5 separate regions of the Mus musculus genome follow, and regions 1, 3, 4 and 5 are each linked to region 2. Evidence: chromatin contacts called from public Hi-C and Micro-C data. All regions are on one chromosome and are shown on one strand. Each heading gives the region's core, a stretch centred on a gene start, on an enhancer-like site or on the middle of the called end of the contact. The rest is flanking DNA. Distances are from core to core; before and after follow the strand shown.

What was found. A called contact is a pair of places that touch in the nucleus more often than the background predicts.
Region 1: a Hi-C map of cerebellum shows a contact between it and region 2, with 4 times the contacts expected there. The contact joins the enhancer-like site here to the promoter of Scnn1g in region 2. A contact is called at or near these places in 14 of 39 promoter capture datasets (the 3T3-L1 cell line, 3T3-L1-derived adipocytes, the C10 cell line and 6 more), 3 of 15 datasets of contacts at CTCF or cohesin (the NIH/3T3 cell line, embryonic stem cells and hippocampal excitatory neurons), 37 of 484 Hi-C or Micro-C datasets (the C3H10T1/2 cell line, CD4 T cells, CD8 T cells and 25 more), 16 of 115 datasets of contacts at active chromatin or transcription factors (T-cell acute lymphoblastic leukemia, craniofacial prominence, differentiating embryonic stem cells and 9 more) and 3 of 9 other capture datasets (adipose tissue, embryonic stem cells and pancreatic islet).
Region 3: a contact with region 2 is called in a Hi-C map of cerebral cortex, with 4 times the contacts expected there. The contact joins the enhancer-like site here to the promoter of Scnn1g in region 2. A contact is called at or near these places in 6 of 39 promoter capture datasets (cranial neural crest, embryonic stem cells, epiblast stem cells and 1 more), 2 of 15 datasets of contacts at CTCF or cohesin (embryonic stem cells and pro-B cells), 15 of 484 Hi-C or Micro-C datasets (the HL-1 cell line, the N1E-115 cell line, cerebellar granule neurons and 7 more), 6 of 115 datasets of contacts at active chromatin or transcription factors (craniofacial prominence, embryonic stem cells, forebrain and 2 more) and 3 of 9 other capture datasets (adipose tissue, embryonic stem cells and pancreatic islet).
Region 4: a Micro-C map of embryonic stem cells shows a contact between it and region 2, with 3 times the contacts expected there. The contact joins the promoter of Scnn1b here to the promoter of Scnn1g in region 2. A contact is called at or near these places in 1 of 39 promoter capture datasets (embryonic stem cells), 8 of 484 Hi-C or Micro-C datasets (the AtT-20 cell line, the N1E-115 cell line, Sertoli cells and 5 more), 2 of 115 datasets of contacts at active chromatin or transcription factors (both in embryonic stem cells) and 3 of 9 other capture datasets (adipose tissue, macrophages and pancreatic islet).
Region 5: a Hi-C map of cerebral cortex shows a contact between it and region 2, with 6 times the contacts expected there. The contact joins the enhancer-like site here to the promoter of Scnn1g in region 2. A contact is called at or near these places in 2 of 39 promoter capture datasets (the HPC-7 cell line and HPC-7-derived erythroid cells), 7 of 484 Hi-C or Micro-C datasets (the Ba/F3 cell line, the HPC-7 cell line, the N1E-115 cell line and 3 more) and 1 of 9 other capture datasets (adipose tissue).

What each region holds. Positions count from the first base shown.
Region 1 is chr7:121,946,253-121,948,952 of GRCm38.p6, reverse strand. The region is part of intron 9 of Cog7 (component of oligomeric golgi complex 7); the gene reads left to right. Among named protein-coding and RNA genes, the nearest start is that of Cog7, 34 kb to the left of the region's middle. Within about 2 kb of position 1,257, at least 5 of the 459 cell types and tissues checked have an H3K27ac peak or open chromatin away from gene starts, as enhancers often do. A contact at or near this core is called in cerebellar granule neurons and cerebellum, where this site is marked.
Region 2 is chr7:121,733,205-121,735,904 of GRCm38.p6, reverse strand. It overlaps Scnn1g (sodium channel, nonvoltage-gated 1 gamma), which reads right to left and starts at 1,426. Exons shown (of 13, transcript NM_011326.3): 1 at 1,362-1,426.
Region 3 is chr7:121,889,475-121,892,174 of GRCm38.p6, reverse strand. All of the region lies in intron 1 of Scnn1b (sodium channel, nonvoltage-gated 1 beta), which reads right to left. Among named protein-coding and RNA genes, the nearest start is that of Scnn1b, 26 kb to the right of the region's middle. Within about 2 kb of position 1,319, at least 18 of the 459 cell types and tissues checked have an H3K27ac peak or open chromatin away from gene starts, as enhancers often do. A contact at or near this core is called in cerebral cortex, myocytes and pancreatic islet, where this site is marked.
Region 4 is chr7:121,863,681-121,866,380 of GRCm38.p6, reverse strand. Scnn1b (sodium channel, nonvoltage-gated 1 beta) reads right to left here and starts at 1,343. Exons shown (of 13, transcript NM_011325.2): 1 at 1,244-1,343.
Region 5 is chr7:121,486,026-121,488,725 of GRCm38.p6, reverse strand. The region is part of intron 1 of Hs3st2 (heparan sulfate (glucosamine) 3-O-sulfotransferase 2); the gene reads right to left. Among named protein-coding and RNA genes, the nearest start is that of Gm39081, 52 kb to the left of the region's middle. Within about 2 kb of position 1,250, at least 13 of the 459 cell types and tissues checked have an H3K27ac peak or open chromatin away from gene starts, as enhancers often do. A contact at or near this core is called in cerebral cortex and cortical neurons, where this site is marked.

The sequences.
Region 1 (2,700 bases), core at 8-2,507, 210 kb before region 2:
CGCCTGAGGCGTGAGAGTCCTGGGGGCAACGTGTTCCAGTGTTTATGTAATGACTTTGGACCAGACTTGGCCCCCCGCCCCGCCTCTGTTTCTGTCCCCACAATTCTTTCCGTCTCTACTCCACCACTTTCCCATCTATCATGTGAGTGCTTTTGTTTTTATACCCACTGTCTACTTAGTGCTGCCAGTATATGCCATTTACTTGTGCATGGGTAGTCTCTTGGGGGCTGCATCTCTGAAGAAACCGGCGGCCCTCCCTCTCCCAGCAGCCCTCAGTTGCCAACAGCTCCTCAGCTAGGGGTAGCAGGTGTCTGCTACCTCTGGCTCTTGCAGCCTTTCCATGTCCTCTTCTCCGATGGCCCCGGGTCTTGGGTGGAGTGTGATAGAGCTGTTTCATTCAGAGCTGAGCACCTCACAGTCTCTTACTCTTTACACATTGACCGTGAGTCTCTGTGTTAATCTCCATCTACACTAAAAAGAACTTCTGCAGTGAGGACTGAGAGATGTACTAACCCATGTGTTTAAAGATGATAGTTTAGAGGACAGTTTATTGCTCTGTCCATTTAGTTGAGTGACAATATTAGGTTTATCCTAGAACCTGTGCCCTAGCCAACCACAGTTTTTTGCCTTTGCTAACAGTACAAGGCAGTACATGAGTTCCATCTTATGGATCAGGTCTTAAACCCACTTAGAAAGTGCTTGATTGTCCCCATAATACTCATGTAGCTGTAACAGAGTGGGCTATCTTGCTCTGGACACTATACGCTATCAAATAAAAACAACAAACAAACAAACAACCAAACCCAGCAGTGTTTGGTATGGGCTGTGTCTTTTTGAGTTCTTTGTCAGTGGAGTACCACAGACTCCTCCAAACAATACAAATTATTACCGTTGCTCTTAGTCGCTCTTTAAAACAGTGAGACTCCACTGCTGAGAGCACCATACATTTGAATCAGCACATGGAGAAACCAAGCTGGTTCCAGCTGGGGAGCTTCGGCTCTCCTGGAGACTTTCACAGTTCTGGAAGGTGCCGGGTGGGCGCACTACCTGGGGTGTGGGAAGAGAGACAGTCAACAGTCTTGCCCAGCTGTGAACTTGATGAGCTGCGAATAAATTGTGGTGTTCTCCAGGGACCTCCCCGTGGTAATTTGTTTCTTCATGAAGTTGCCCTGCGTTTCCAGACTCCTTTACTGAACTGAATGCTGTTTTGCTTAGGATATTAGGGAGCTCTTGTCATTCCAGAAATACCAGGCTCGCCCTTGTGAGCCCAGTGTTCTTGGCTGTGGCCATCAACCACACCCTGGGCAACCCTGTTGAGGCTGTGAGGGTTAAAGGTTTGTCCACATGAACCCAGGTGTGCTTTTGGAAAGAGAAACATTAATAGTGAGTGTAGTATTTACTTATTTTTATTTTTTAGGCTTATTTATTTTGTGTGTATGAATGTTTTGCCTCTGTGTGTGTGTGTATGTATGGATGGATTTATTTATTTATTTTGTTTTTTTGAGACAGGATTTTCCTGTGTAGCTTTGGCTGTCCTGGAACTCACTATGTAGACCAGGCTGACCTTGATTGCATGTCTGCTTGTCCATGGAGGTCAGGAAGCGGCATTGGATTTTCAGGAACTGCAGCTACAGATGGTTGTGAGCTACCATGGAGGTGCTGTGCTTTTAATCACTGAGCAACCAAGTTTCCAGTGCCTCCTTCCATCCCCCTCTTTTTTTTTTTTTTTTAAATCTCTTTTTTTGACCTGCAGCCACCAGGATTTTGTGGGTGGAAAGCTTTTTTTTTTTTTTTTTTTTTTTTTTTTTTTTAAGATCTAAACTCAAGTATGCCTTTAGACATAGTTCTCCCCAGTATAAAATGTAAAAGTATACCTCCCTTCTATCAGCTTTTAGTCCTTTCCACAAAAGTAGCATGCTGGAACACTTTGGTTTAGATTTTCTGATTCTTGGCAAACAAGTAAGACTTTATCAACTTTTTTTTTTTTTTGAGACAGGGTTTCTCTGTGTTTCTCTGTGTAGTCCTGGCTGTCATGGAACTCACTCCTCACTCTGTAGACCAGGCTGGCCTCGAACTCAGAAATCCGCCTGCCTCTGCCTCCCAAGTACTGGGATTAAAGGCATGCACCACCACCACACGGCCTTTATCAACTTGTAATCCATTATCTGTCACCTCTCCACAGATGAGGCCTGGTACTGACATCGAATGCTCTCTCTCTAGCTCTTACCCCTCTGAGCTCTGACCAGACTTACTTTTCTTCTGTTGTTTTTATGATTGCAAAATAATTCACATTTATATTAAAAATTACTGTATACGAAAGAATATGGGGCAATGAGGTCATTGTCACTAGAATTTGGATATTACTGATATTACTGAGTTTATAATGCAGTTGAGACTACTTTTGTCAGGGTTCAAGTGGGTGAGCTCCCTCCCGCTGTCGGGGGAGAGCAAGGCTTGGAGCAGGGTAGGGAGGATGGGGCCTGACTTGCGCTCTGGCCCTGCACACTAAGCTGGCCCACAGATGGCTGTGGGAACGTGGTTTCACAGTGGTGGCAAGCATCCCATGCTGGAGTTGGAGTGTCCTGGGCCCAGCCTGCTTCTGGCACCGAGGAGGCAGGATTGTGTGCTGGCCACTGTTCCCCTGAGTCTCAGTGTCTTTGCTTTGAGTAAACTGATGGCTGAGCCTATGGAGGAAAAGAT
Region 2 (2,700 bases), core at 177-2,676:
GAAAGAAAGAGAGAAAGAAAGAAAGAAAAGAAAAGAAATGGGTCCCTCTGTCAGATGTTTGCCAAAAGGTGAATTCTGGATTCTTGGGGTTCCCACTCATCTCGTCCGCAGAGGACCAGCCAGTCATGCGAGAGGAGACTCCAGAATGTTCACATAAATATTTCAACTCTAAGGCAAAACAAGATTGTAGCTCTACTAGATTATGGGCCTTGATTCAACCCGGTGCTGTTAGAGGACTTTGAAGCTGATACGCTCAGAACTCATCTCAAAGGTTAGCTCACAGAATGCGCTCTACAGTCTTCCCAGGTAGATATCATCATTTCCCTATTACACAAATGAAACAGAGACACACAGATAGACTAAGTAGCTTGCCCAAGGTCATAATAGAAAGTGTCCGGGCTAGGATTTGAACCCAAGAACACATACTAGTTGTGTTATTGCTTAAATAATGATAGTGGTTTCAGGCGACAGCTGCTGCAGAATGATGGCAGACGTCAGTTACAGCTACACCGTGCCCAGGGTTCCTATTCCAACATTTGCACCTAATTTAATTCTCACTACAGACTAAATGAGGTGTTATTACTATCCCCATCCCACAGAGATGCAAATGGAGGTGTAAAGAAGTTAGGTAATCTGCCCAAGGCCACACAGTATGAAAGAACGAACGAATTCTTCGAAATTCCAGGTCCCCGTTTTTCTTCCTGACACTTCTCTATTCCCTCACCTGCCCCCGAACCTTGCCTCTGTCCCTGTCAGGAAACTGAAGCTTGGCGAGGAGTGACAGTTTGCAAGGCTCTGTTCATCCTAGAACTTGGGCACAAAAGCCTGGGTTCGGGCAATGTTTTGATTCCCGCCATGCCACGGTGCTATTCGGAAATAGGTTGAACCTCCGAAGCCAGGACTCAAGGCCCTGGGACCGAGCTACCCCCACTGACTCGCTGCAGTCTGGGAAGCGACCTGGCGCGTAGTTTTGCGGCAAAAGCCGTCTGCTTCGTGCCAGCTATCGCAACGCTGCAGTCAAGGGCTCCACTTTCAATCAGCCCGCTTCAAGTGCTTGATTCTTTCTGCAGCAGGCACCTCTAAAGAAAAACTTTCCCGCGACTGAAAGAACAGTCGCTGTCAAACGCATGCTCTTCAAGTGGGGTGAGCTAGGCAGAGAAGATCCGAGATGCGCTCCTCCCACGCACACCGGCTCAGAAACGCCTGTCGCTCAGCTCTTGTATCACAAGCCAAGCTCTGGATGTCTCAGCATCCCGCCACCCGTGGACAGAATAATCTTTTTCTTGGAAGCCACCACGCCCTGTGGCTGCTCACGTACCTGGAACCCCGGAATCGAACTGACCCGACGCGGCTGGGCTTACCTTTCTGAACTGAAGGGTCACGGCTGGCCTGTGTACAGTCTGGAGACGCTCCTCTTCTTCTGGCCTCATAAAGCCAAGCATCTCCAAGTGGCACGGCCAGGAGCGCCAGTGGGTCAGGCTCAGACCCCGCCCCTAGAGTTTCCTCCCCACTCAAACTCCGCCCACACCTGCCCAGGTGTTTTCCCCGGGCCACCCCCGACTTGTCTTAGCCCGGAGAAGGCCGCGACCCCGCAGTGCCATCTGCTGTCCAGAGTCAGCTCCGCGCCTCAACCCGGGCTGCGCTGCTTCTCGTGGTGGCACCGTGCAAGCTTGCTGCCTCCCAGAGGCCACTCTGCAACCTGCATTCCCGCTGGGTCACAGCCCCAGAGTACTTTGTAGAGTCACCTCATTTGCCTCATTCTGACCCAGGTCGCAGGAGGTCTCTTATCTCAGTTCCAGAAGACATTCCACACAGCCTCTTATCCCTCACCCTTCCGACCTGGTCAGGATACGCAGTTGCTTCGGCATCATCTAGAGTTCTGCTGTGGGCAACAGGAGCTATTTAAACAGATCATTTATTCTTTGGGCCTGTCATTGTCTTTCCATAGGGACTCACACAAATTGACTATTAAAAATAAGTTTAGACCGCTGAAACTGTGAGGGATCCAAGATAGGTATTCAAGTTGTAATCCCCTTGAGCTGGGAAGAAACATGGCCCCACAAAAGACAGCGTGTCACTAAGTATTCAAACATTTTAGACATAAACGTGTTCATATCCACCTACAGACCTTGTTAAAACGCAGGTTCTTGAGTTGAGGATGTAGCTCAGTTGGTAGAGTGCTTGTTTAACATAACCAAAGTCCTGGGGTTGATCCCCACTATCATATAAACTGGATGTGGTGGCTCACGCTTACTGTGCTAGATCTGGGGTTGAGGGTGAGACAAGAGGCTCAGAAGCACGAGACCTTCCTCAGCTACATAGCGAATTTGAGTCCAGCCTGTGCTCTATTTCATCAGGGGGGCATGGGTCTCAGACGTCTGGACCTCTGGCTTCCCATGAGATGCCTCTTTTGCCTGACCAAAGATCACAACTTTTGGTGGGTAGAAACATGTCAAGCATTATTGACCATCAACGTAAAGAAAAAAATCCCCTAAAATCCCTAAGCAGTATTTCTTGCAATCAATGCTCACGGTGAAGAATTAACAAAGCAATCCACCTCCCTCCCTAAATAAGTTAGTAGAATCATTGTGCTGGCTAGTTTGTTGCTAACATGAGTTAACATGTTAACTCGGTGGAAGAGTTTCAGAAAATGCCTCCACAAGATTTTCCTGTAGGCAAGCCTGTGGTGTATTTTCTTGG
Region 3 (2,700 bases), core at 70-2,569, 160 kb before region 2:
GGATTTAAAGGCATGCACCACAATGCTCTACTAATTTTACAGTCTTACCAGGAAAAGACATATATAGTTCATAAAACTCAAGATATTAACGATTTGACCTTTTATAGAAAAATGTTGCCATTGCCCTACTTTGTGGTTCAGCTACTCAACAGCTGCACCTTCAGAGAGGAAAGATTTATTTGAGCTTACAGTTTCAGAGGGCTCCAGTCCATCACAGAGGTCCACTATATCCAGTCCACAGCAGGAGTGATGTAGCTAGAGTGTGTAGCTCAGCTTCTCCCATCACGGTGGACCAAAGAGCAGGGTGGAAAGCTAAGGTGGGGTAGCCAGCTGGAACCCACTGTGGTGAGTGGCTTGGACTACGAGGTAACACCCCATCAGGGTTCCATCCTCCCCAGTAGCATCACCAGCAGGGGCAAGTGTTCTTGGCTTCAGAGTGTGAGCCTGTGGGGCATCTCAGAGTCACACCACGACACCGTGTCATACCTATGTGCTTGCAGCAAATACAAAAGGACCCTTAACAGGAGGGTTTTCTGTAAATGTTTTATGTTGGATACTACAAATAACAGCTCAATGGCTTCTGAGTCATCTGTCATTCATCGGTCACCACCAGGTCTGCTGAGTCCCCGAAGCATTTCTGTCTGGTTTGTGTGACGTTTAACAGCGCACAAACTGAACTGACTTTTGTCACTGAAATCACTGTAGCCTCAGCCTGAGAAGTGCCGTGAGCACTCAGTGGACAATATATGTGTGAAATAACAAGTTCGAAGCAACAAGACCCCCCCAACCATTCAAAAATATGTTATTTGGGGAGCTATTTAAAACCCTCTTGGCAAGGATGCTCTTAATCTCTGTACTTGGGAGGTAAAGGCAGGCAGGTCTCTGTGAGTCCAAGGTCTACACAGCAAATCTCAGAGCAGGCCCGGCAACTTAGTGAGAACATGACTCAAAATAGAAAATGTAAAATATCATAGCCCACGCATGTGGCTCAGTGGTGGAATACTCGCTTAGCATGTGCGAGGCTCTGGGTTTAACTCCTGAGAGTGAGGAGAAGCTTAAGGTAAGAGAGGCTCACCTTCCCATTGTCTCTCATTGGCTGAAGCACCTGCTGTCCAAGGACACAAGATGTGCCCAAATGCCTCCAAGGCATTTTTCTCATGTGTCTGTGTGTTTGCATGCCATCCTCGCAAGAATGCTGGCCCAGATAATAATTAGGCCCATTTCTCAGAGAAGGTAATGAGAACACAGAGGGGTGTGCGCATAGTCTCAGTGAGTCAGAGCAGCTCTGGAAATAGAAACCAGCCATCGCTCACCCACAGGCTCAGAGGACACCTGACACCTTGCACCTGTTCCCGTGGGCGTCGGGGAAGTAACAAATGTAGCAATAGGCGGCTGCCTCTGTGGGCACACACATGCGCCTCCTTCACTCAAGGCTGCAGTGTGCCAATGTCTCAGTGTTCTCTCCGAGAGCCAAGCTCAGCACTTACAGGTGGAAAAGAGAGCAAAGGTGGCTTCTTGCATTGCCTTCTGGGAGGGGAGGCTCGCAGGCTGCAGTTGAGCTGAGTTGAGTTGAGTGTACAGTTAAGTAAGAGGGAGAGTGCTCACATGACAGCCAGCGGTAGCCCAGTGTTCCAGAAGCAGAGGCAGGAGGATTACTACTTTGAGGTGGATTACTAGTTTGCAGTCAGTTGTAGAGTACTTGCCTTCCATGGATTTGGTGGTGTGTGTGTGTGTGTGTGTGTGTGTGTGTGTGTGTGTGTGTAGAGATAGCGAGCCCACTGGCATCTCTTGGCTCGTGTTCATCCATCAATGTACATTGCCTCTTTTGGTTCCCACTCTTGCTTTCTCTCTATTGTCTTTCTGTGGTGCAGGGAATGACACCCTGAGTCTTGGCCATGCCAGGCAGGCTGTGTAGCCCTGAGCTCTGCCCCTACCCTTCCCTGTGTAGTGACTGTGGCTTGTGCTATTTCATTCTCTGTGTACTATGATGGTGGAGAAACCCAGCAAGTGCTGGCACAGGAGCACTTTAACTGATACTCATCCCAGCTCTGGAATGCTAACATGTGTGGCAATGACATGCTGATGTCACTCTCTGTCCTCTGTGACAGGTCATGGACGGACAGGTTCCTCTTCTCTCTGGAAGTACGGGAGCAATGGCTACATTTATGAGTGACATGGGAATATCCTTTGGACTCAATGTCCAACATTTGGGATGGCCTCTGGGTGGCATTGCTCTTGAGGGACATGTCATTGGTGTTCTTTGGTCTCATCCAGTGATGGGGCGATGGTGGAGTCACCCTCTTATTCTTCATGACAGGGGGCACCATCAGAGGGCATCAGAGATTTCAATTCATGGCATGTCATTCCATGTTATGACAGCTGTCCCTATCCAGAAACAAAGGGTACAATTGGAACCCAGTTATGGGTGATTCTTCTGCACCCTTAGAGAAGGGCTCAGTCCGTGATAAAAATGGGTTTAAGGGCTGGAGAGATGGCTCAGCCATTAAAGGCTAGTCTCAAAACCAAAAATGGGTTTAGATCTTGAATATACCACAAAAGCCACATGTTGAAGGCTTGGTGTCTAGCCTGTGGTGTAATGGAGAAATGGCAGCACCTTGAGGAGGTGGGGCTCACTGGAAGGAAGTTAGGCCACTGGGGCCACATTAAAGAGATGCCAGTACTCCCTTTTCCTCTCTTTGA
Region 4 (2,700 bases), core at 94-2,593, 130 kb before region 2:
CTGTCTATACATGTATGCACATATATGGCTTCTATGTGCTCGATGAAAAAGAAGGGACCTTGGTGCCCCAAATTCATATCCTGTGAAGTTAGTTGAGAACAAAGAACAAGAATTTGAAAACTGACCCTGAAATGGAAATTTATAAGTTAGCACCATGTCTATGCAGCAACATAGATGGTTCTAGAAGGAGTAAGTGGGGATAGGGGTAAGCCACCATTACCCAATGGTATGCATGGATCATACAATTAGCATTACATATCTGCCCACCACATTACTATTTCACACATTTCCTATGGGCTTGTATATATGACTGTACAGGTGTGGAGAAAGGTCTAGAAGAAATACTCCATTTGAAGATGGCAGTTACCTTTAGGGAACAGATACATCGGACTCCATAGGTTTAAGAAAGAGGAAGAGCTGGCCCTTCTCTATTTGCTTGCTGGCAGATGTCACATTATGGAACTTTCTAGATCCTCATCCAGGGACCACATCAGACTGGGCTGTTCCAAGACCCTTGCTGATGGAGATTTCTTGTGCGTGGGGAAAGCTCTGCAGCTGTCTTCCTGAACCCCGCGCCTCTGTTTCTCCCCCTTTGTTCTGCTCTCTGTCCCTCATGTCCTGTGTTCAGCACATCTATGCTATTTGACATTGTCTAGACATTAACTTTGTTCTAAAAATCCCGGAATGGTGGAGAGACAGCACAGGTTGGGACTTGGATCTGGGCTCCTCCCCAGCACTGCCTCTTACAATGGTGTTCTCCAGAGATGGCTGGCTTGTGCGCATCCTTCCTCCCCCTCCCTGATACTCAATTTCCATTCTGTGAGGGGGACCCCGCCCCCCGCTGCCCGCCCCCGCCCCCCCCCCTCCAGCACATTCCGCGGGTATTGCCTGGCGGCGACGAGGGATGCTCAAAAGTTTTGCTATTGTCACCTTTTGAACTACAGCTCACCCCGCCCACTCCGCATGAGGACTTGACCACAGCCCTTCCTTCCCTCCAGCAGCGACAGAAGTGCGACCCTCGCTGGATATCTCATTGAGCGTTCGTTGAGCGAGTCTTTCCCCTGTCTTCCTGCGTCCCTAGCAGGTCCAGTCCCACTGTCCCCGCAGTAGCAAGCATGGTGGTGGCCAGATACCCTACGCCCTCCTGTGGGAAACTGAGGCTAGGTAGCCGGCTCTCAGTCGCTGTCGGGGACGGAACTGCGGTCATTGCCCGGGTGCGCGCGCGCGGAGGTCGCTGTCATACCTGTTTAGGAAGCTGCTCCAGTGTGAGGTGATGGCAGCTAAGGTGGTGGCGTCCGAGTGGCTGTGGAGCTGGGTCACCTGTAGAGCCCGGGACGCTGTAGGCGGAGGGAGAGCGGAGGGCGGGGACCTACCGGGAGGGCTTGCGGGAGGAGCCTGCCTTCCTGGGTTAGTCAGGGCTACCTGCACCGTCCAGCTCCCAGGCCACTTTGTTCCAGTTGACAGGCTCCAGGTCAGTATCCTCTGCAGTCCCCCCAGGCCACTTCTCACCTCCCAGTCCCAGTCTCTATACAGGGTTGTGGGGAGGCAACGACAGGGGATTCCATATTCTACATTTGGTGCAGAAAAGCCTTCCTCCGTGTATCCTCACACCACAACCAGCATAAACCACACATGCTGGAGTATCACAGCATGTGTGTGGAGCATCACACACACTGTGACACATCACCTTACAGCCTTATTCTACTGATGCAGTGATTTCACTTTACAAATTGGGGATTTCAGGGAAGCTCTGCTGTTGGTCTTCTCAGAACATTCTTGCTCATGGCTGATCATGAGATATAACCCCACCTCTGTGGTAGATAACTACAGGCCACCTGGAAGTCTGGGAAGGAGGCTCCTTCCCAGTGAGCCTACCCACTCCACTTACAGTAACTTTAAGTCATCACTGTTACTCCTAGGCTAGGGGCTGAACATGGCTTATCTTTTCCAAGCTGAAATTGAGCCTGCATTTTAAAAGGAGTGTAGGTGGCACTTTAATTAGGAGACCCCTCAGGAATAGGGTCACTCATCTACTCAGTTAACAGATTAACTCATCTATGTGGCCAATGGATTAATGGTCATCTCGCCTTTGCAGGTAACTTGACTAGATCTTCCAGGAGCACCGAACGTGGCTCTAGGGCTCTGCCCACAAGGAGGACATTACCAGGTGCAGGACCTAGTGACCTTGGTCCAGAGCTGCAAGTCAAAAAACACACTTCTTTTGAACATATCCAGTATTGTGGCATTTATGATAGAGAACAGACTAAGGACACCTGTATGTGTCAGTCCCCTCTCTTCCCTCCGCCATCTCTCCTCAGGTCAGAGCTACCCTGGTGTCCATTCGGCTTTCTTTTCTGTAACCATGGTTTCATTTCCTGTGTATCTTTCCACAGATGCTTCTAAGATATGAGTTCTTGAAGATTGCATCACAGGCAACTATTGTACTTTTAAAAATCACTGAAGACCCCAGAGTCTTTATTTACATGGGCATCCTAGCTTGTTTCCTAGGCTGTGATAAATATCACACACAACACCGACTTGAGTGACGAAAGAGTTTATCTCATTTTGCACACTCCAGCCCCACTCAAAAGAAGCCAAGGTAGGGAGTAATCAACCCTGGAAGTCAGAGCTGAAGCAGAGGCTGTGGGAGGCCAATGCTTACTGACTTGTGCCCCATGGTTTGCCCAGCCTGATTTCTTG
Region 5 (2,700 bases), core at 1-2,500, 250 kb after region 2:
TTCTTGACAAGGTAAGAGCACAAACCAATGCACCTCTAGGAAGGCAGTTAGACATTGCCTACAATGTCTAAAATGCACATCGTCTGGACATGGCCATTGTCCTTCTAGACATTTAACTACACAAACATGTAAAGACTTGTGCAGGGGGTACGGATGCTCACTGCTGCAATTGTGGTAGAGGTGGAGAGGCATTCAACAGAGATCCCTTCTCTTCTTCTCTGGGGACCTCCTCCCTCCTGTGACCCTACTTGTACTGTTCTCACAGTTCCAAAGGATTATAGTTCTCCTTACCACACCCAACTGAGGGCCATGGCTGGGTCTTGACAGGAAGAACAAGTGGGGATGAGATGCATTGCTTCAAGGCCAAGGTGAGCGTACAATGGACCCATCCTGTTCCCTGTCTTTTCTAGTGCAGGAGACTCTGTAGCTCTAGAACAGAGCAAGTTCGACAAGTACAAGGAAGAGTGGGGACCTCGTACAACTAGGAAATGCCTTCCCTGAGTGGCTGTGAGCCAGGACAAGCATTTTTGTTTGTTGCTTTGTTTAATTATTATTGTAATAGCAAGCATGAACATAACTACCACCCATTATACGTAAAAGATAGAGACTAGGAACAAACCCTGTGGCCATTAGTAGGATGTGGTTAAATAAGCTCTAACAAGGCTCTGCTATAGATTATAAAGCGGCTGTTAAAAGCAAGAAAGATCTATTTAAAGACACACTCGGAAGAGAGTCCAGGGCGTGTTGTTAAGTGGGAGAGGTGAGTTGCAGTCAGGTTAACGTTTTTTTTTTTTGCGTTGCAAATCCACACACATATGCTGGAGTGTATATGCGTGTGTCTCTTCTGAAAGGATGCACAGGTGTCCTTAGCAGGGCTTAGGTTTGGAGAATGACCTTGGGTTTGGAGAATGACCTTGGGAGATCTGCAGCGGATGGTGTTGTGCATCCTGGGAATTAATTTTCACCTTTAGTTTGATGTGTTTATGGACTTGCCTCTTTTCTTGACCATGAGCATGTGTTCTCGGTCATTAAGAAACTAGAGCTTATTAAAAGCTATTTGTAAAGGCCTCCATTGATATTATTTAGGAGGACAAATGCCTGCACTGCACACTGAGGGAAGGAAGGTTGTTTGGAGTGGCTGAAGTGTGGGTGGGTGGCGAGGACATGGCAGGCATCCTTCCTCTAGATGCTGGCCCGGATAGGAGGCTGAGGGACCGTGGGTGTTAAGTGTTTTTGCGAGTGCTTGAGCAGCCCTAGATGTTTCCTGGCAACTGGACCTCAATTTCTCAGGCTCCATCTGTGGCTGAGCTTGGGGACACTAGCTGAAGGTAACTGCATATCTGCCTGTCTCCTCCGGGTTTATCTTCTTCCTCTTCCCTCTGTCCTTCGTCCTGGGTTAAGCCAGTAAAATCTCTGTGAGGATTCACCAATACACAAACACAGTAGGTGTCAGGAAGGAGCCCAAGTGTCTGCATATCTATCTGGCTCTACCTGGAAGCTGACTTGCCAGGCCGTGCTATTGGAGCAGCCGGGTGTCAAGGAGGCAGACCTAATAATACTGGTGCAAGGTATGCATTTGATGAAGGCTTCCTATAGTCAGCAGTTGAGTAACTGATGTCAGGTAAGGAATTATGCATGATTAGAATTAGTAAAAACATCAGCTAGGATTTAAGTCAGAGCCATTCTGTTCCCTGGCTTCTGTGACATTCCTATCAGCTTCCTCACCAGCAACAGGTGGATGGCTCAGACTTCCTGTGCTGCCCTGAAGTCTAAGCCAGGTAAACAGGTGAGAGCCTGTATCAATCATAAAATGCCACACCCATCCTTGAATGGGCTTCCTGTTTTCTATTGGGTTTCCCTGATTGCATTCAAGTCTCTTTGGGGAGCCTGATGCCTGCTTTCTCTCCTCATAGAGTAGTCCTCCATGGCTGCTGTTCTTTCCAGCTGAGGATCTTGATCCAGAGTTGAATGCTTCTGCTTCCTCCTGTTAGTCACACTCTTCCTCATCCCGGTGCCTCTGATTGCCAGCCCATCTCCTCGCTCTAGTGTGTGTGTTTTGTTTTATTTTGTTTATTTTGTTTTCAGACAGGGCCCTGTGTAAGCCCTGCTGGCCCCAGACTCATTACACAGTGATGGCTTTGAATTTCTGATCCTCGTGGCTCCACCCCCTGAGTGCTGGGATTACAGGCACATGGCACCACAAGTTTTTCAAGGCCTGGGATCAAACCGGGTAAGCATTCTACCCATTGAGCCACAATCTCAGCCGCTTTCAACTTTAGTCTTGGTTTAATTCTCCCTTATATAGCATCGGGAGTGTCTACCCACTCCTTACTCCCTAAAATGTTTCTTCTTGGCTTTGGGCACACATGCTCCCGAGCCCTATGCCTATGCCTATTCCATAGGAATTTCTCCAGGACTTTGTTTCTCTTGTGTGATACTTTCCAATGGTGTCAGCATCCAGGAAACAAGAGTTCATGTGGCAGTGATGCTTCTAACTGGCGCTGAGGGGTCATTATCCTCTTTGTGGTTGCCATGAGCCAGCCTGAAACAGTATAGAGACCAACTCTAGGAGAGGCTCCCCTCCTTTCACAGCTTGGACACCCTCTGCTTCCTACAGAATGGCAGATCATCTGTAAGGACATGAAGGAAACAAGCACCATGGAGGGCCTGAAGCTGGCTGCCCTCACCCTCTTCCCCATC